Linked DNA regions of Sus scrofa: region 1 is linked to region 2. A link is a contact called in public HiChIP or PLAC-seq data. All regions are on one chromosome and are shown on one strand. Each heading gives the region's core, a stretch centred on a gene start, on an enhancer-like site or on the middle of the called end of the contact. The rest is flanking DNA. Distances are from core to core; before and after follow the strand shown. Region 1 overlaps RALY (RNA-binding protein Raly). Region 2 has its middle 6.0 kb from the start of CHMP4B.

Evidence for each region. HiChIP or PLAC-seq counts read pairs in DNA pulled down with a chosen protein or histone mark.
Region 1: a contact with region 2 is called in an H3K27ac HiChIP or PLAC-seq map of alveolar macrophages. The contact joins two enhancer-like sites. A contact is called at or near these places in 1 of 47 Hi-C or Micro-C datasets (heart right ventricle) and 1 of 2 datasets of contacts at active chromatin or transcription factors (alveolar macrophages).

The regions. Positions count from the first base shown.
Region 1 is chr17:37,465,290-37,467,989 of Sscrofa11.1, forward strand. All of the region lies in intron 1 of RALY (RNA-binding protein Raly), which reads left to right. Among named protein-coding and RNA genes, the nearest start is that of RALY, 19 kb to the left of the region's middle. Within about 2 kb of position 1,277, at least 4 of the 83 cell types and tissues checked have an H3K27ac peak or open chromatin away from gene starts, as enhancers often do. A contact at or near this core is called in alveolar macrophages, where this site is marked.
Region 2 is chr17:37,278,054-37,280,753 of Sscrofa11.1, forward strand. No RefSeq gene overlaps it. Among named protein-coding and RNA genes, the nearest start is that of CHMP4B, 6.0 kb to the right of the region's middle. Within about 2 kb of position 1,333, at least 4 of the 83 cell types and tissues checked have an H3K27ac peak or open chromatin away from gene starts, as enhancers often do. A contact at or near this core is called in alveolar macrophages, where this site is marked.

The DNA of each region.
Region 1 (2,700 bases), core at 27-2,526, 190 kb after region 2:
ATGTTGACAGTTAACTCGGGTTTATTTTTTAACAAACTTGTGTGGGTCAGACAAAACATGTCCTTGGTCCTGAGCATTTCTTTGTCACCTATGAGGTGATAAACAGGTCTGGACAGGAATAAGACTTTGGACAAGGCCAAATGGATGATAGTGTCAGAGACAGCTGCCATTCTGTGGCTGGCTTCCTGGCTTCAAACTGGCTGTAACTTTGAGTGTAAAGAATGAAGTTAAGATTTTGTTAGGTTATGGGAGTTCCCACTGTGGTGCAGTGGAAACGAATCTGACTAGTATCCATGAGGATGCGGGTTCAATCCCTGGCCTTGCTCAGTGGGTTGGGGATCTGGTGTTGCTGTGAGCTGTGGTGTAGGTTGCAGGCACAGCTCGGATCCCGAGTGGCTGTGGCTGTGGTGTAGACTGGCACTTGTAGGTCCAGTTCGACCCCTAGCCTGGTAACTTCCATATGCCACAGGTGCAGCCCTGAAAAGTTAGGTTAGGGAAATTCTCACATTAAACATCATCCTTTGTGGGTAGCACAGCAGCTTCTGTACTCTCTTATCCTTTAGAGAGCATCCTGTTTACTCCCCTTGTTTTTCTGATGAAGCTGAAGTCCAGAGAAGGCAACAGCTTTAGGATACTGTTTGCAGCAGCAACAGGTCCTGGGCAGGCCCCTGCTTCAAACTCTAGACTTTTCTTTGCTGCTTCTGTCTCATGCTCTTAGGGCATGGCACTGGGGGGCTTCTGGCATACTTTGGAATTGTGGGTAGACCCAGGCAAACTCCACTTCTTAGTATGGCCCTATCATCCTGAGCAAATGGAGGGTCGAGGTGGCAGTTACTAATGTTTAACCTCATCTTGGTACAAAGTGTCTATTTCTGTCACTAACATTAGATTGACCTAGAAAGATGTAGAGGACAGCTCGGCAACAAAGAGGCTTGGGGCCGAGATCCCTTCCTCTTGTGCCTCCCTTGGCTCTTCTCTTCCTCTTTTTTCCCCCTTCCTCTCCAGCTCCTTCCTCCTTGAGCCCTACTACCTCCCTTCTGTACCATCCCCTTTTTCTCTTACTGTTGCCCTTCTCCATGGGAGATTCTCATAATGCCACTGCAATATGCAGAGCCTGGGAGTGGGCCTGTTTTCCAGAAGTTTTGAGAGGACTTGCTCCAATGTAGGGCAGTTATATGTATTTAGAATACCTCTTCTTCACCTCCACCCCAGGTTAGAAAGGGTAAAATCTCAACTGTGGGCTTGGCTGCAAGGCTCATATAATCTGGTGCCACCCTAGTTTGCTGCCCTCTATCAGCAGCACAGTGTTTAACACTGTTTCCCTGTGCTCCTCCTCAGTAGAACGATTTTGTTTTGACTGTTTCCCTCTGAGTAGAAAACTCTCTTGGTTCCCTGTCCTCTAATTGACAAACTCCTATTTTTTATACTAGTTCAGATGCTGCCTTTCTCAGTGAAGCTTTCCCTAATCACTCCATAAGCAGAATCAATGTTGATCTTCTGCTCTGTCACACTTGAGTCTGCTCTCATTCATGAAAGTGAGACCTTATGGGCCAAGGGACAGTGCACTATTTTCCTTTGTTTCCTTTGTCTCTGTAATAGGCCTGGCACAAATAGTACTTGCAGAAAGAATGACAAATATATGTGTGCAGATATCTGTGGTATAAAGTTGAACATTAAATGCTACAGGTACAGTATGACAAAGTGTTCTGGCTGTTTATGGTAGTTCTTTGTGTGTGTGTGTGTGTGTGTGTATTTTTAGGGCCACACTTGCAACATGTGGAAGTTCCCAGGCTGGGGGTCGAATCAGGGCTGCAGCTGCCAGCCTACATCACAGCAATGCCTGGATCCAAGCCGCATCTGTGACCTACATGGCACCTCACAGCGACGCTGAATCCTTAACACACTGAGCGGGGCTGGGGGTCGAACCCGAATCCTTGTGGATACTAAATGGATTCGTTGCTGCTGAGCCACCATGGGAATTCCCTGGGGATTCCTGAGAACTGAGAGAAACTTTTAACTGAGAGAAATCTTGGAAGCTTCTAGAAGCTGGTAGCCTTTGAATATATCCTTGAAGATTTAGAAGTTCAGTTGACAAAGATGATGGGAAGAACATTCCAATTGGAGGTCACTTAGAGTAAAAGCAATGAGGTACAGAGGTCAGCCCCATATCCCCTAATTCACCTATCCCCTCAGCTAGAATTCTTTTTTTTTTTTCTGTCTTTTTATTGCCATTTCTTGGGCCTCTCCTGCGGCATATGGAGGTTCCCAGGCTAGGGGTCGAATTGGAGCTGTAGCCACCAGCCTACGCCAGAGCCACAGCAATGAGGAATCTGAGCCGCGTCTGCAACCTACACCACGATCATGGCAACGCTGGATCCTTAACCCACTGAGCAAGGCCAGGGATCGAACCCTCAACCTCATGGTTCCTAGTCGGATTCATGAACCACTGAGCCACGATGGGAACTCCTCAGCTAGAATTCTTGCTAGAATGCGTGCTAAATTTCTAGGCCAGACTATAGGAAATTTTCTCTTCTATCTTTTCTACCTTTTTTTCTTTCTGTTCTTTCCTTCCCTTGTCCCTCTCTCATGACCCTTTTACTTTTGGCTTCTTCTCAGTCCTTTCCCTTTTTTTATCTTCCCAATGCTCCAGTCCTTTTTTTTTCTTTCCCTTTTCCTCTTTAGGGCATATGAAATTTCCCA
Region 2 (2,700 bases), core at 83-2,582:
GCAGAAGAGAAATAACAGGAGTTTCCTAATGGCCTCGTGGTTAATTAAGGACTCGATGTTGTCACTGGTGTGGCCCATGTTTAATCCCTGGCCCGGGAACTTCCACATTTCATGGGCATGGCCAATAAAAAGAAGACAAATAACAAAGTAAATTAGCAAATTATACAATATTTTAGAAAGTGAGAAGTACTGTAGAAAAGAGAAAAAATAGAGGCAAATAGAGGTTTTGGGCGTGCAAGGTTGGGGGCAGTTTGCAGTATTATTTGGAGTGGCCTGGAAAGCTTCACTGGGAAGGAAACATTTGGGAAAAGACTCAAAAGAGAAGAGGAAATGAGCCATGTTGGTATCTGGGGAACAGCATGCAGACAGAGGGCTCAACCTTTGCAAAGCCATGTCCTCATGATGGAGGGCCCTGCTGTGTTTGAAGAACAGCAGAGAGAGAGTTCCTGCTGTGGCTCAGTGGGTTTAGAATCCAACTAGTATCCATGAGGATGTGGGTTCAATCCCTGGCCTCACTCAGTGGGAAGGATCTGGCATTGCTGTGGCTGTGGTGTAGGCTGGCAGCTGTAGCTCCGATTTGACCCTAGCCTGAGAATCTCCATATGCTGCAGGTATGGCCTAAAAAGCAAAAAAAAAAAAAAAGGGAAGAGAGGCCATTGTGACTGGAGTGAGGAGTTAGAAAGGTGGAAGGCAGTGAGGTGACAGGAGGATCATGACACATCATGAGGGGCTTGAGGGACATTGCAAGGACTTTGGCTTTTACTCTGAAGTATGTGGGGAGCGAGTGGGGGCTGTGTGCAGTGGATCTGACATGTTTTTTTTGAGGGGGGTTGTTGTTTTTTTTTAATGGTCACACCCATGGCATATGGATGTTCCCAGGCGAGGGGTCAAATTGGAGCTACAGCTCCCAGCCTACACCACAGCCACAGCAACACGGAATGTAAGCCATGTCTGCAACCTACACTATAGCTCAGGGCAGTGCTGGATCCTTGACCAACTGAGCACAGCCAGGGATCAAACCCGCGTCCTCATGGATACTAGTTTGGTTCGTTACCATGGAGCCACAACGGGAAGTCCTCTTACTGAGTTTACTACTTACCTCTCTATCCAAAACATTATTCCCCTGCTTGTCTCCTCTGACCTCAGTTCCATTCTTGTCCTCTCTGACCTCAGTCCTGTGCTAACTGAACACTGATCAACCATAGCAGGTGACTATGATGTTGTCTATAACATCATTTATGTAAGAAAACTGCTGTTGTAGATATGAAGAGAGTGGGAGACAAGCCTCTTGGTCTTTGAGCTTAGGATGTTTAAAAGGGGAAGAACAAAGAAACTGGGATTAATCATCATCCTTTTGTAACATTTCTGTGACATTTCCTCTTTTTTTTTTTTTTTGGCCATGCCCATAGCAAGTGGAAGTTCCTGCCTGGGCCAATGATCAAACCCGCACCACCACTGTGGCCCAAGTTGCTTCAGTGACAATGCTGGATCCTTAATTCGCTGTGCCAAAAGAGAATTGCCCTCTCTCTTGCTTGATGTCCTGCCAGTAAATGCTGACTTTGCTCTCAGAGTTTGCTTTCTGCACTGTGTGGGCAAAGGAGCCCTTGCTTGGTTATATGCGTACCTCTCAGTCCATTCCTTTCTTTGGATGTAGGCAGTTACAGGCATAGTGGATGAGCAGGTTGTCTTTACAGTAAGAATCCCAGCTCTGCCCCTACAAGCCGTGTGACCTTGGTTGAGTTATTCAACTCTGCTTCTCCAGTATCTCATGTACAAAATGGGAACAATGAGAAGGCTCACATCGTGCAGTTGTTTTGTGGGCCAAATGAGGTAATGCATGTAAAAATGCTCAGTTTGGTGTCTTGCTGAGCACCAACTGCTCAATAAAGATTTTCTATTATTTGCTGGGGATTCAGATGCCAGCCACACCACTTAATGATGGTGTGATCTTGGGCAAATCACTCAACCTCTCTAAGCTTCTGTTTCCTCAGCTGTAATCTGTACCTACCTCATTGAGCTGTAATTGGATGATTAAATGAGATATACTGTGTAAGCCATTTGACTCGGAGTAAGGGCTCAATAGCTGTTATTTGTATTTCTGTTATTGTTGTTTATTTATTTTGTAAATATATATTACATGTGTATTCTGTGCCAGGCCCTTTACCTATATTTTCAGTGAATCCTCAGAATGGCTTGGTGTTGAAGTTAGTGTCTCTTTCATAGATGGGGAAACGGAGGCAGGTGAAGCGTATTGCCACATGGCTGAATGGAAGAGTCCCAGTTCTATGTTTGTGTGGTTGGCAACAAAACATGTTTTATTTTCATTACTTCACTCTTTTTTTGAGTTAAAATTCACATAACAGGAGTTCCTGTTGTGAATCAGCATGTTGAGAACCCAACAAGTAGCCATTGAGGATGCGGGTTGATCCCTGGCCTTTCTCAGTGGGTTAAGGGTCCCATGTTGCTGTGAGTTGTGGTGTAGGTCACAGACTCAGCTCTGATCTGGCGTTGCTGTGGCTGTGGCGTAGCTGGCAGCTGCAGCTCCAATTCTACCCCTAGCTCAGGAACTTCCATATGCCACAGGTGTAGCCCTCAAAAAAAAAAAAAAAAGGAAGCAAACAAACAAAAAACGGTACAAAAAATTCACATGACATAAAACTCACCATTTTAACTATTCAAGATATATAATTCAGTGCTTTT